Regions from separate parts of the Sus scrofa genome. Here regions 1, 2, 3 and 5 are each linked to region 4. A link is a contact called in public HiChIP or PLAC-seq and promoter capture Hi-C data. All regions are on one chromosome and are shown on one strand. Each heading gives the region's core, a stretch centred on a gene start, on an enhancer-like site or on the middle of the called end of the contact. The rest is flanking DNA. Distances are from core to core; before and after follow the strand shown.

Region 1 (2,700 bases), core at 18-2,517, 770 kb after region 4:
AATTTTTACTTTATTGGATTAAACAAGTTACCAAATAAGTGAAGTGACTGGCAGACAGCAGGCCCTCAAAATATTGATTCCTTTCCCTTCTTAATTTTGTGACACTTCTTTATGCAGTCATTTCATTTAGTAACTTTTGTGGCTGCGAAACCAAACCATGTATTAGCACGTGAATTAGGTGGAGATGATACCGCAGTTCATGGAGCAGTCTATATATAGGCTCCCATGCCCAACAGAATGCCATGTGCACCCTAGGTCCGAAATAAAATTGTTACTTGTTAGCCACAACCTCTGCAATCCTTAGCTGAATATTTATAAATGATTCTAGTAATAAGGTTTTATTGTTATGCTCAATGACTAAGTTACTTGAGGTTTTGTTCTACAAGCCGTTCGGCTATTTGGATACCAAAATACGCCAAATTTGTTTTCCTGCGCAAAATCATAGGTGCTTCTTGAATCTGAATGCGCTTTATTTTTTAAAAGAAGGAAAATGCTCCCTGCGCCACACTTGGTCTTTACACGCCCAGGTGGCTGTTGGCAGAGCTGAGGACTACTGCGCCCTCTGCGATTTTTCCAAACTAGACCAAGGGCAGCAGGCCTTCAAGTCCCACCTTTCGCAGCGCGCGGCTGCCTTTGTTCGTCTCTGTAGCCAATGGCGAGCACACATTTCACACCCGAGGCGGCAGCGGGTGAGTCACCCTCCGCAGACTCTGTCGGGCTCCGTGCGCAGCCGCCTCGCCCGCGCCGCCGGGGAAGCGGCTGCGGCACACGCGGTAGCGAGGAGTGGGGACGGCCGTTCCCACCGGCCCGATCTTGGTTCCCATGGACGCGGACTGGCGCCTGCCCCGGGCGCCCGCGCGCCTTCGCCGCGGTGAGTACCCGCGGGTCTTCAGCGCCCTGGGCTCCCGGCGCCGCCTGGCCGTCCAAGGGGTCTTCAGAGGGGCGCTTATCCCTCGGGCAAGGGCCCGGTGGTCACGAGCTCGCGCAACGCCTCGGCGACTCTGCCACCGCCGCTGTCCAGTTAGGGACCCCGGCCGGCTCAGGTGACGCGCGGGACTTTCTGCGGGGGGCTGGACTTCCGGCCATGCCTGCTTAGCCAGAGGCGGGATTTCCTGCGGCGCCTGCGTGTGGAGGACGCCGGGCGGGATTTCCGGCGCGGGGAGGAGGCGGGGCCGGGACTTCCGGCGCCGGAAGCGTGGGGCGTCAGGCTGCCGGGTCTTGGGGCCGCGTCAGGGCCGGGGAGACTTGGTGTCCTGCACGTCCGCATAGGTCCCGGCGCCCCCTGGCTGGGAACCCACGGGCGGCAGCGCACTGCCCGGCTGGCACTGCGCGGCGGCGGCGTGACAGGTGAGTGCAGGCCCGCCATCTTCCGCCCGGGACCGGCAGCCTTGGTGTGTGCGGCAGCAGCCTCGCGCCGGGCGGGGCTTGTCTGTGTGTTGCGGGGTGGCCCTGTGCCCCTGACCCCACGCCCTCCAACCCCCGACCTGCGCGCCGCGGGACCCCCCCGTCCCCAGTCTGGACCGCGACCGCCGACCCCTCCGAGCCCGATCCCGCGCCTCTTGACCCCGCGCCCCAGACTTCTACCCCGACACCCCCCGGGTCGTAGATGTGGTTGGTGCGCGCGCCCCGGGCGGCCTGCGAGGAGGGTCCTTCCGGGCGCCTTGGGGCCGCGCGCCCCGCTCCCTGGCAGCCGGGCCTCTGTGCTCCCCGCCCCCGGGGCGGGCCTGCGGCGGTCGGCAGGGTCGCCGCGACCTTGGGCAGGAACTGCCTGCGGGTCCACGTCCAGCCTCGCGTCCTCGCTAAGTGCCCGCTTTGAGGTCTCAGCGAGTGCCCTTCTTCTTAGGGCTCTGGGCAGCCGTGCGCACCTGCTGTGCCCTGACTTGGAGCTTACATCCCCGAGGGGTACAGATAAGCTGTCTGAATTCTCCAGTCCTGGTTTTCCTAAGAAGCAAACTCTACATTTATTAACTTTATCCCCGATTCTATCCCATTCTTTCCACTGTTGAGATCTGTAAACAATCTTGGTTGTTTTCCTGTTAGAGATGCCCCCAGAACCGGTGAGCTTGTGTTCCGAGCGTTGGCCTAGGTCCCCAGTTGGGCACTTTCGGCAGGGTGACCTAGGGGAGACCGCCGAGGCCGCCTCTCGTTGCTGACCCTCAGCAGTTGGTGTTGGCCGCCAGGAATTTGGTAATGGTGTTTTCACAGTGAAGTGCTGTGAAAAACTCTACCTTCTTGTGGAAATTCAGTCACGTTTTGTATTTTTAAGGGCCACATGCAAATTATATCCTTTTATTTTTTTTGCATGTGTTTAACGTTCATAATATTTGTTATTTAGCCAAGTGTTTTTCTCTTGCTAAAAGGATAATGTTTATAAATCCCACTGGATGTGGAACTGTAATGTTTTGAATGCAGGGGGTAGTGCATGTGGCAGCATGTAACATGGGTTGGGCAGAAGGAGAGTTTATATTAAATTCATTTATTTGAGCAGTAGATTAGGGAGGTTGATTTTTGGAGGGGACTACATGCTTTCTTAAAGAATGTGTTTAAGGAGTTCCTGCTGTGGCTCAGCAGTAATGAATCCAACGAGTATCCATGAGGTCTCGGGTTTGATTTCTGGCCTTGCTCTGTGAGCTGCAGTGCAGGTTGCACAGGCGGCTCTGGTCTGGCGCGGCTGTGGCTGTGGCCAGCAGCTGCAGCTCA
Region 2 (2,700 bases), core at 47-2,546, 590 kb after region 4:
ACATGCTCATCAACACTGCTAATTGACAGGGAATGCAAATCAAACCACAGTGAGCCATCCCTCCCACCTGTTAGGATGGCTGTTATCAAACAGACAACAAATAGCAAGAGTGGGAGGGGATGCGGAGAAAAAGGGTGCCTCCTTCACCAGTGGCGGGAAGGAGATTCGCTCCAATCACTACGGGAAACAGCACGGAGCGTCCTCAAAAAATAAGGCAGAACCACCACATGACCGAGGAGTGCCCCTTCTGGGTATCTGCTTAAGAAACCGAAAACACCCACTCCAAAGAAAAAGCAAAGGCTGTGCCGCCCCGTTCAGGCAGCATGACTTAGAGCAGCGAAGACGGGGAGCCAAGTGAGAGTCCTTCGATGGATGAACGGATGAAGACAGTGGAGAGATGGATACAGGCAATGTAAACATTCAGCCCTGAAAAGAAGGATGTCCTGACGGCCGAGACATGTCAAGTGAGATAAGTCAGACCGAAAAGACAAATACCACAGGATCTCACTCATCGCAGGAATCTAAAAACAAAGCAAAACACCAAGGTCACAGACACAGTGAACAGGCTGGGGTTGTTAGAGGCAGGGGTCAGGAGTGGGTGAAATGGGTGAAGGTGGTTAAAACAAAATACCTAAGACCTGGGGATACAGCAAGTTGAGTGCTGTTCTGTGGGTCTTTGAAAGCTGTTAGGAGAATAAACATGACATGTTCCTGTCACACTCACACCATTTGTACCGTGTGAGGTGACCAACCTTCACCGGACCTGGTGTGATCACTGGACAACAGCTCCATGGACCGAATGGTTGTTATACACCTGACACCACTCCCACACCGCCGGTCAGTCCCATCTCAACAACTGAGAGGGTCGTTTCGTTCCACCTCTTAGGCAACGTGAGCCTCCGGGGAACTAGCAGGTGAGTCCACCCAGGGCGCCGGAGACCAGAGCCGCGCGTGGGTCTCGCCGCGGGCACAGAGCCCGACGCAGCCCTCCTTACCCCCGTCTTCCGTGTTCCCTTTGCTGACTCTGGGCACCTCTGCCCACTTCTGCCCTCCTGCTGCCGCCACTACCCCAGGGCTTCCCGGCCCGGCGCACCCTGTCCCCAAGCGCCCCCCGGGTGCATCTGAGGTGTCCCTCACGAGTGCCACCTGCCCAAAGGTGGCCCCTCCCCTGCCAGCACCGACCTTACAGGCCTGGGCGCCGGGGCCATCGCTGCCGGAGGCCCCTCCTCGCCCAGTTCAGGGAACCTCGCCTGGTTCCCTGTTTGTCCTGCGGACCTTCCCCGAGGCCGGGACGCCCGACGGGTCCCGCTCCGCAGGCGGGGCGGGCCGAGCAGCCGCTTCCGGGGGAGCTGGCGGGGCCCCACCCGAAGGGCATGAGCGTTTCACAGCAGCGAGCGGAGGCGGCTTGGGCCGGCACGGCCACCAGCCCGCACGCAGCGCCGCAGACCGCAGGGGTGCGGAAGCAGCCTCGTCACCCTGGCGCCACCAAACCGCTGCAGGCGGGCTCCCCACGGGGGGCGGGGCGTCGGCGTGGTCGCAGGTGCTTCTGAGGACGGCGCCGGACTCGCGCGTACCCAGGGCCCGCGCAGGCTCCACCGGCGTCCCCGGCGGGTCGGGTCCACCGACCGCGGGCAGCACCTGCGGCGCCCAACAGCCGACAGCCCGTGCTCCGCTCCTTGGTGGGGCCGCGGTCTCTGCACCAAACCTCGGGGTGCGCCTGGCAGCCGAGCTCCAGCGAGCGCTGGGGTGACCCTGAGGAGGCTGGCAGGCCTGCGCGGAGCCTCGGCGCTCCGCGACCCTCTTCCGGAAGTGGAAGCCCCTTCGGTGCTCAGGGCAGGATCCTGGGGGCCCTGCGGTTCTGGGAAGGAGGGCTGTGGCCCACCCACATCCGGGACATGTATGAAAAAGTAGACGTTTGCTTTAAATATTTCAGTGTCTAAAAGCCTCTCTGTGGAGTTCCTGTTGTGGCTCAGAGGTAACGAAACTGGACTAGAACCCATGAGGACACTAGAACCCATGTGTCCTGGAGACAGTGGCATCTGGTGTTGCTGTGAGCTGGGTGTAGGTCATGGATGCGGCTTGATCTGGCCTTGCTGTGGCTGTGGTGTAGGCCGGCCACCCTGCCGTAGCTCCAGTTGGACCCCCAGCCTGGGAACGCCCATATGCCGGGTGTGAGGCCCAAATAAATAAATGAACAAAAGCCTGTTTCCGTGCTTGCTGTTGAGGGAGCAACAGAGCCCGGACTTCAGGCTACTCTGTTGTGTGGGGTCTCTGCCCAGAAACAGGCTGTGTTTTCGCAGATTTCCAGGGGAGTCACAAAGTCTAGAGACAGGCGCAAATGGGGTGACACGTGCGGAAAGCAGGCTAAACTCATGGTTGCCCTCGGGCCTTTCCGCTTGGCCCCTGCTCTCCGCTGCGTCACTCTCTCCGGGTGGACGAGTCTGAGGGAAAACTGGCCGGGCGGCCTCCTCAGACTTGAAACCATGTTGCTGGGAATTCTTCATGTTCACCTCCCCGAGCTTGGCCGGGGGCCGGGGGGGCTCCGAGGGGCACAGGGCAGAACCGGGCTGCTGCTCACAGCAGGGCATGCCCATCAGTCTCTGGGACACTTCCACTCTTGGGGGGCTTATTGGATCCTGCAAAATGGGCAGGAATGGCCACGTGTACTCGGTTCAAAGACAAACTCGCAGGGTTCAGTGA
Region 3 (2,773 bases), core at 83-2,582, 530 kb after region 4:
GAGCACAGCGCCCAGGACACGGTCCCCCCGTGGGGCTGTTGAACATTACAGAACCCTGCAGAACCCCAAGTGTGAGACAGAAGCATCTCCAGACCTGGGCACCTGAAAAGGCACTTCCCGCCAGGCGCTCACCTTTACCTCCTCAAAGAGTTAAAACGGAAAACGTGAGGTCGACACCAGCTCCTCCCTGCTGAAGAAAACTGGCACGAATGAATTTACTTTCTGGCTGCCAGCCCCGCAAAACCGTTACACACACAAGTTCACCACGAAACTGCTCCAAATATAAATTCGAGACGCGCCAGCCTGTCCCCACCCCCACAGTACATGAGTGGCCTTCCTGGGGTGAGCCGGGTGAATTCCCAATCTACACGCAACCTGAACATTTCGGAACTTTAGTGGGTTTTTTTTTAAAGACATGGCAAAACCCGATCTAAAACTTGTGACAGTTGAGCACATGATCCCACCATTAAGAGCAAATGAGAAACCGTATATAACACTCCATGAAATCACTGTAGCGAATCTGTCACAAATTCTAAGTAGGAGACGCTGGGAACGCGGCACGAACCCCGGCCTGAGGGAGGAGGTTTGCCAATTTTACCCCCCTTCGCATCCCAGCCCGCGGTAACAATAGTAGCACTATCTCCGTCCAGCCAGGACGGGCCGCAGCCCCCGGCGATCAAACCCTCAAGTCCAACGACAAGTTTCGCATTAGAACGAGGCCCGCGGCGCATCAGGCCGCGCAACGCGGAACCGCCCCCGGCCCGGCCGCGGTGGGCAGCGCTCCGCGGCGCACCAAGGACACGGCCCCGTCCGCCAGGCCGCGCGCAAGGCCGCCCCGGCCCCGCGGCCCGGTCCTGCGCCCCGGCGGCGCCCCAGGCCCCGCGGCCGCGTCCTGCGCCCCCGGCCCCACGGCCCCGGCCCGCTCCCCAGGCCCCGGGCGCGGGGGCCGCGACCCACGACGCAGAGCCGCAGGGCGGGGGTCGCGCTCGCAGCGGCGCCGGGACCCCCGCCCGCTCGCCCGCCCGCCCGCCCGCCCGCGCCCGGGCCCCCGTGACAGCGCGGCCGGCCGAGCGCGGGGCCTGTTACCTTCCGACAGCTCCAGCTCCAGCTCGGCCAGCCGGGCCCGCACCTCCAGGGGCAGCGCCATGCCTTCCAGGCTGCGGTCCGCCATGCTCGCGACGCCCCCGCCCCAGCCGGCCTCCCTTTGTTCCAGGCCGCGGTCTCGCCGCTCCTCGCGCCCCGCGGACCCGCACCGAGCGGCGGCAGGCCGGGCGGCGGCGCAGCGCGCTCCTCCCCGGCGCCTCCTCCGCGCGGCCCCGGCACGGCGGCCTCGCGCCCGCGCCCGCGCCCCCGTCCCGCCTGGAGCGCGCCCGCCGCCGCTGCACCGGGCAGCTCCGCGACGCGCGCGTGCCGGCGAGGGGCGCGCACGGGGCGGGGATGGGGGCGCGCGCCGGGCAAAGAGGGCGGGCCGGCGCTGCGCGCGCCCCCGGGGGCGCGGGGCACGCGCACCGGCCCCGCGGGGCCTCCCCGCCCAGCCCAGCCCTCGCCTTCCCCTGGCCTAAGGCAGAAGAATACCTGGAACAGCAAAATGCAGGCCGGAGCCCCAGCCCAAGGGTTCTGGGTCTTTGAGGACTGATTTTTTTCTTTTTTTTTTTTGAAATAAATACGTCCGTGTGTTGGGGGCGGGGTATAAAAACAGCGTGGGCCGCGGAAAGAGCCCTGGGTTGCAAATTCCTAATTCTGGCTGGAGAACCTGGGAGCCTGTGCCCCCAGGCTGCATCAGTGCCTCTGCCTGGCCCCAGTCTCCCAGCGCTGAAAGGGCGGAGGACAGAGGGGTCACCTGCCTCCACAGGTGGAGCACATCAGGGCCCGACGGCTGGTCCTCCACCGTCTTCTCTTCTGCGCCCACCGCACCGGTGTCGCCTCCAGGCGCGTCACCAAATCTGGTCCTCCAGTCCTGACCGTTTGGGGAGGCAATCCACACCCCGACTGCTGCGCAAACCCCACATTAAGCCAGCTCCTCCTTCTGGCTTCTGACAACTCCCACCATTTTCTTAATTATACAGGCCGGAGGGTCCCGGAGCTTCCTGGGACTTCACACATCCTCTGCTTCCCTGTCCCCTAAGACTCTGGCACAGTCTCCATCAGCTGACCTCGCTTTCGTTCCGGATTGGCTCTTCGCCGCCCAGCAGCTACAGCGGGCCCAGGGCGTCGGGACCACCTCCCAGGGGTGCCCCAGCCCCAGCGGCTGGAAGTTGTGGCGGGAGTGGTCAAAGGTGGCTCTAATCCTCCTTCCAAAAGTAGACAGTGTGATGCTTCTGCATTGTCTACTGAGTACAAGGTCACCCTCTAAGCCGGAGACCCCAGACCCTCCACCACCTGGTGTAACACAGCCTCACCACGCCTGCCAAGGGCTGTGTTCCCCGGAGACCCTGTGTGCCTGCACCCGAGGGCCTGCCCTGCCCCACATTCCCAGGCCTCCCTAATAGCAACTCCGGAAAAGTCTCCCCCCTTTACCAGGCTTCGACTTCTCACCACCCTCACCTCCTTGACCTTGATCTGTCTCATCCGCCTGAGTGAAGGCTCCTGGGGACAAGCACAAGCCTTCTTCGTCTTCGTACATCGCAGCGACTTCACAGCTGTGACAGTTCCCATTAATCTCGTGTGGTCGATGAGCGGCTTGAAACAGGTGAACCCCAAACTCCTGGGCTTTATGTTCTCGGATGTAAACCCAGTGGACACTGGGGGCCACACCTGTAGGGCCCACCACCAT
Region 4 (2,700 bases), core at 38-2,537:
TAAAATCATTGCTTTAGAGCTTAGGATAGTTTTCTCCACACTAATCTTACAAATATCCACCTATATTTTCTTCTACCTTTAGAAAAATGATTTTCAGTTGCTACAATGTATTACTTAAGTGATTTCGATTATTTTAAACTGTGGGGTATAAATTAAGGATATGATTTGATTAATTTCTTTTAAAGAGACAAAAATTCCACATTAATTTGCTGAATAACACATGACTTCTCTATGTACATAATATTTCTTAAAGCAGAATCTGGAAAAATGATAGCCTGATCCAGTCCAACATTACCACTGGTGAGAGTCAGCTGGGGGTAGGGAAGGGTCAGAAGTGCTGGGTGGGGTCCTTCTTGGGGTGGTGCTAGGTCTCCGAAACAGGGCCAAGGGAAGTAAACCATCCCTCAGAGCCCACTACTCTTCCCTTTCCCTCTTTCCCTCCACGACTCAGTTCCTTGCTCTCTCTTTGCATGTTGGTGGATAAATTCATGGTGTAACCTAGGATGTATGGCAAGAAGTGCTTGGTCTTCTGGGCTTCCTCCCAACTCCCAATCCCAAACCAGGAGCCCCCAGACCACTTCCCTTGCCTATTATTCACTCGGCTGAGGGGAAAATGAGGTAAACAAAACTGTTTTGAAGGGGAAATAGAGCCAAAGGTTAAATTGTAGGCAAAACCAAGGTAGAATGAGAAATAAAATCTGGGTACAGAAATTAAAATGGTGCCTAAAAAAATTTAGAGAAAAATGTGGAGTTACACAGTGACTTCTTTCCTAAAATGTCTTCCTTGAGTGGCCTCAGGGAAACACATGCTGATCTCTATTTTACAGATGTCTTTTAAACAAGATGATTTACTTAAAGCTATTCATTGGTTAGAATTCCCGGTCCAGCATTCAAACCAGGCATGGCTCGATTTTTTTCTGACATTTTTTTAACCCGTCTGCCAGTGTTTAAAGGCATGTATTTATCCATACAGTTAAAATGAGTTAAACTGATTTTGTGATGCTCCTTGAGGTAACCAAAACCCCCTCTGGGGTGTATGAGGACCAGGGCTCTGAAAGACTGCTTCCTCCGCTGGTGTGCGTCATGGAACTCCTAGTCAAGTACGACCCATTTCTAAAGTCTTAGTCTTACAGCCCGGCCATGAAAGATTGATGAATCGGATTTAAATCCCCAGATTTCTTGGACAAGTGTCTTTCAGTGATTTTCAGGTATATACATGTCCAAATGGAGTCAGGGTAAGAAATTTTGGCGCAGAGGTGTTTCTTCCAAACTCCTCCTGGAGAAAGGTCATTAGGGAAAATACGTGAAATCTATAAAATATGCTTCTCTCTGAGCCTGTCTTATTTCACATATTGGGATCTTCTCTGGTTAGATCCACAATCACAAACTAAAAAAGACAACCTCCTTCTCCTTAAACAATTGGTGGTGTTTTTGCTAAAGTGATAATGGGTGGTCCGGTTCTTGTGGAAGGCGTAAGTGTGGAATGCAGCATATTCCCGCAGTTCGTTTTCATGACAGAATTAAAAGGGTATGAACACCATTTTACCGATCTTGCCCATTAAAAGCTAACGCTTCTCCAAGACTTTGCCATTCCGACGGCGACTCCAGGCAGGCACCACGCACACGAAATCAGGCGTCGGCCGGGCAGCGCCCGCAGCTGCGGGTCCGAGCTGACGATGCTGCGGGCGCCGGATCTTTGTGCGCTCCGCTCCCGGCTCCCGCGTGCCCGCACGTACGTAGCCTTCACGTGTGTGTGGATATGAAGTGCATGTGTGGATCTGTACGAATATGCTCCAGTTTGGGGAGAGGCGCGGAGCACAGGACGGAGGGAAGGTGGGTGTGGGCGTGCGCGGCGGGCCGGGCCGGGAGGGAGCCCGCGCCGAGCCCGAGCCCGAACCCGCTGCGCGGCCCGCCGGCCCGCCACACAATAAAGCCCGGGGGCGGCGGCGGCGGCGGCGGCGGCGAGGAGGCCGGGCCGGCGAGCGGCCGCCCCGCTCGACCCGCCATGTGAGCGGCGCCGCGGCCTGGCAGGACGCAAACTTTCCCCGCGGCGGGCGGCGGCGCCCCAACTCCGCGCCCGGCCCCGGCCCGCCGCTCGGCGAGGCGACACCGTAAGTGCGGCGGCGGGGCCTCCGCGCTTCCCTCGCCGGGCGCTCGCGACTTTCTGCGGCGAAGGCTGTCAACATGGCGCCCCCGAGGCGCCGCGCCGGGGCGGGCGGCGGGGAGGAGGCCCGGGCCGCGGAGCCGGAGGCGGGGAGGCCGGGCCGCGAGCCGGAGGCGGCGGGGAGGCCGGGCCGCGGAGCCTGGGGGCGGCGGGGAGGCCGGGCGCGCGGAGGCGGGAAGGCCGGGAGACGGCGGCCCCCCGCACCCGCCGGCCCAGGCTCGGAGGAGGCGGCCGCGGCGGGAAGGAGGCGGCGCGGGCGGCGGGCCGGGCGCGGAGGGGGAGGGCCGGGCGCGGCGGCGGCGGCGGCGGCGAGGACCGGAGCATAATGGTGGGAGAAGCTCGGCCGCGGCGGCGGGGCGGGGGCGCGGGCAGGGGCGTCCGAGGCGGGGGCGCGGCGGCTTTGTGGAGTCCGGGCCCGGCTGCTGCCTCTCGGGCCGCGGGCGTGACCGCCGCTCGCCCTCCGCGGGCAGCGCGGAGTGGACGGTGGAGCTTTGTCTGCGATGGGCCGGGGCCTGCGGGGCTGCGGGGGTCTCCTG
Region 5 (2,766 bases), core at 254-2,753, 670 kb after region 4:
TTCCACCTTAGCAACTCAAGCAAACTCCTGTCAAGAGATTTCCCATACCCTGATTATAAGACTGTCTTTCCGAATGTTAAGTACAGAGAAAAGCTGACAAGGCACAACGACTTCAGCTTCTGTAAATTACCCTGACGATACATTAGAAGGAGCCGGGCAGGTGGGGAAGTACGAAAATCGCTCAGGGCACATATTATCCAGTCACCGCAGAAGAGGACATCGCTCCCCCCCCCCCAAAAGTGGTCTTTGCAGACTACAACTGAGCACCTATTTCAAAAGCATTTTAAACACTTAACACGAAACAAGAAATACGTAACAAACAATATATTAAATACCATAAAAGAAAAACTTTCAAGAGAAAAATAACCTGTATCCTTACAACACCGGTCTTCAAGTTGACACTACCTTTTTGAGAAACCCTCACACAAACTAATTTCCCTGCAGTCAGGGAAATTTTCCCGTTCCTTCAGTTACCCAAAACTTCCAATTTCCACTTAACATTTAGGGCAAGTTACAGTGCAGCCAAGGAGAGGGGGCTCAACGCATAGGATAGCTACCCAACAGATAATCTTCTCAAGTTTCATCTAAGCCCAAATTAAAGACCGTTTTACGTAGAAATGAGGGGGAAAGCAAGATGACCTGAAGGGAGAGTTGCAATACAAAATTACAGTGAAGTCTGAACAAGTCTCAGTTTTTTCGTTCTGATTGGACACGACTGAGAAGCAGGTGGTAAGAAATTCCTGACCTGCCTCTTTCTCGAGCCCAGGGCCCCTTTAGCATTTTTCCCTAATTGTCTCAGAATCTGCCTCTGCTCAAACCTCGCAGAGGAGAGCGCGAGCTTCCCAAGCACAACCGGAGCAACAGGATCGCACTTCCTGGTCCGAGCAGCCCGGGCCCTCCCCGCCCGGCCGGCCGCGGTCCCGGGCCCGGGCGGAGGGCAGGGCGAGGCCGCCGCAGTGCGGGCCGGACGGCGGCGCTGCCCGGACCCGGCCCGGGCCCGGCCTCCCAGACTTCGGCCCGGCCTGCCCCGGCCCTACCCGTCGCCCCGGCCCCGGCCCGCACGCAGGCCCCCCTGCCCGCGCCCCGGCCCGGCCGCGTCAGCCCGGCCCTGCCCGGCCGCGTCCTCCGGGAAGATGGCGGCCCGTGACAGGCGGGCGCGGCGCGGGTCCGAGGCGGCGGCCGGGCGCGGCGGGAGAGGAGCGGAGAGGCCCGCCCGCCGCCGCGCTCACCTGTCAGCGCCGCCGCCGCCCGGCCGCCGACCGCCGCAGCCCCGGTGCCCGGCGACCGCGCCACACGCGGACGGGCCGTGAGGGAGGGGCGGAAGCAGGGGCGCGGCCGGCCCGGACGAGCGGCGGGGGGCGGCGCGGCGCGGGCTGGCGGCGGGGCAGCGGCGGCTCCTTCCCGTTTCGGGCCGAAAATGTCTCAACCTCGCGACTCCAGCGCCCCAACGCTCCTTCCCGTTCGCATGAGAACACACAGCTCCCGCTTCCGGGACTCGGCGGAAGTCCCGCCCGGCGCGCTCGCGCGCCCGCGCGCTCGCGCACTCACCGCCCAGCCCGCCGATTGGCTCTCTGAGCCGGGGAGAGCGCTACGTCATGGCAACAGGGCGCCTCGATTGGCCTAGCGCTTCGCCGGACCCGCCCTCTCATCCTGGACTCTCCGCGCGAGTGCCCCTCCCGGCGGTGCCTGTGATTGGTGCGGGCGCGCACGCCGCCACGCCCCGCCCTGCGCACGCAGCCCCCGCACCACCCCTCGCACGCTGTCCGCGCCCCACCCCGGCGCGACCGGAGGAGGCTGCGCGGTCGCTGAGGGCTGCGACTCCTGCCACCCTCACCTGGGACCACAACTTTCTTCCCCTTCGTCTGGGGACCGCGACCCCTACCCCTTCGCCCTGGACTTCCACCCCCACTCCGTCTTTGCCCGGGACCCCGGCCCCGCCCCCTCGCCCCGGGTCCCCGCCCTATCTGGCGGTCCGCTTGGTGGGGTCGGGAGAGCCGCTCGAGCGCGCTCGCAAGAAGGGAGAAGGCGGTGTCGCCTGTCAGTGGAGCGGATGCCCTGGGTTGCTGTCGACCAGCAACAGTCTCTGGATTTGAAGGGAAATGCTGAAGACTCAGGACGTCTTCCCAAACACGAGCATGTGCCACCCATCCCAACCCATTCTTGGCGGGGGCGGGGGGAGATTAGAGTAAATTACGGTCACCTCCTGTAAGCTTGCTGCCTGACTTCCTGTATCCCTGCTCCGGTTGGTTGTTGATTATAGACGTACGTACGAACTGGAAAGGCTTCTCTCTCTGGGACACTGTCCAGTTTTCTGCGTGCACCTGTGTTTCTTACCTGTTCCTTTCGAGGTATCCAAATGCCGACAGGACTGCGCTTCGGACTTAGACGTCTTGACTGGGAAGATCATATATTGCCATCTGTGTTCGGCGCCTTCTGCTTTGGCCTACGTTGTCACATACTCGCTCTGAGAAACTTGCATGTTCAAAATGCTATTCACAGCAATGTCTTTGAAGATAATCACGTAAGACTGAGGTTTCCTCTGATGTTGAAAGCACATACACGTTTCAGGGGGAAAGTCATATTGTAGAGTTCGCTTTCCCAGAAAACCTCTTGGGTGTAGTGTGACCCTTCTCAGCTGCCTCCAGTTTGAACCTCTCGGCCTGAGGTGTCTACCCTTGGCCCAGAGAATAGTCCAGAGGCCCAGCGATGTGGTCCACCTTTGAAAGACCGTGAAGTCTCCAAAGCTGGTAAGTTAGACTCCTGTCT

Evidence for each region. Promoter capture Hi-C pulls out the DNA fragments that hold promoters and counts their contacts. HiChIP or PLAC-seq counts read pairs in DNA pulled down with a chosen protein or histone mark.
Region 1: a contact with region 4 is called in an H3K27ac HiChIP or PLAC-seq map of alveolar macrophages. The contact joins the promoter of WDR37 here to the promoter of ZMYND11 in region 4. A contact is called at or near these places in 1 of 5 promoter capture datasets (liver) and 1 of 2 datasets of contacts at active chromatin or transcription factors (alveolar macrophages).
Region 2: an H3K27ac HiChIP or PLAC-seq map of alveolar macrophages shows a contact between it and region 4. The contact joins the promoter of LOC100625534 here to the promoter of ZMYND11 in region 4. A contact is called at or near these places in 2 of 5 promoter capture datasets (fetal liver and fetal skeletal muscle) and 2 of 2 datasets of contacts at active chromatin or transcription factors (alveolar macrophages and skeletal muscle).
Region 3: a contact with region 4 is called in a promoter capture Hi-C map of fetal skeletal muscle, with 3 times the contacts expected there. The contact joins the promoter of DIP2C here to the promoter of ZMYND11 in region 4. A contact is called at or near these places in 1 of 5 promoter capture datasets (fetal skeletal muscle) and 1 of 2 datasets of contacts at active chromatin or transcription factors (skeletal muscle).
Region 5: a contact with region 4 is called in an H3K27ac HiChIP or PLAC-seq map of alveolar macrophages. The contact joins the promoter of LARP4B here to the promoter of ZMYND11 in region 4. A contact is called at or near these places in 1 of 5 promoter capture datasets (liver), 1 of 47 Hi-C or Micro-C datasets (embryonic fibroblasts) and 2 of 2 datasets of contacts at active chromatin or transcription factors (alveolar macrophages and skeletal muscle).

Annotation. Positions count from the first base shown.
Region 1 is chr10:68,527,165-68,529,864 of Sscrofa11.1, reverse strand. WDR37 (WD repeat domain 37) reads left to right here and starts at 1,267. Exons shown (of 14, transcript NM_001244454.1): 1 at 1,267-1,347.
Region 2 is chr10:68,708,980-68,711,679 of Sscrofa11.1, reverse strand. It overlaps LOC100625534, which reads right to left and starts at 1,296. Exons shown (of 2, transcript XM_021065071.1): 1 at 1,183-1,296.
Region 3 is chr10:68,768,708-68,771,480 of Sscrofa11.1, reverse strand. It overlaps DIP2C (disco-interacting protein 2 homolog C), which reads right to left and starts at 1,332. Exons shown (of 36, transcript XM_021065075.1): 1 at 1,087-1,332. The coding sequence starts at 1,171.
Region 4 is chr10:69,294,227-69,296,926 of Sscrofa11.1, reverse strand. ZMYND11 (zinc finger MYND domain-containing protein 11) reads left to right here and starts at 1,287. Exons shown (of 14, transcript XM_005668264.3): 1 at 1,287-1,732.
Region 5 is chr10:68,620,333-68,623,098 of Sscrofa11.1, reverse strand. It overlaps LARP4B (la-related protein 4B), which reads right to left and starts at 1,503. Exons shown (of 18, transcript XM_021065070.1): 1 at 1,230-1,503. It overlaps LOC106505221 (a long non-coding RNA gene), which reads left to right and starts at 1,737. Exons shown (of 5, transcript XR_001299412.2): 1 at 1,737-2,747.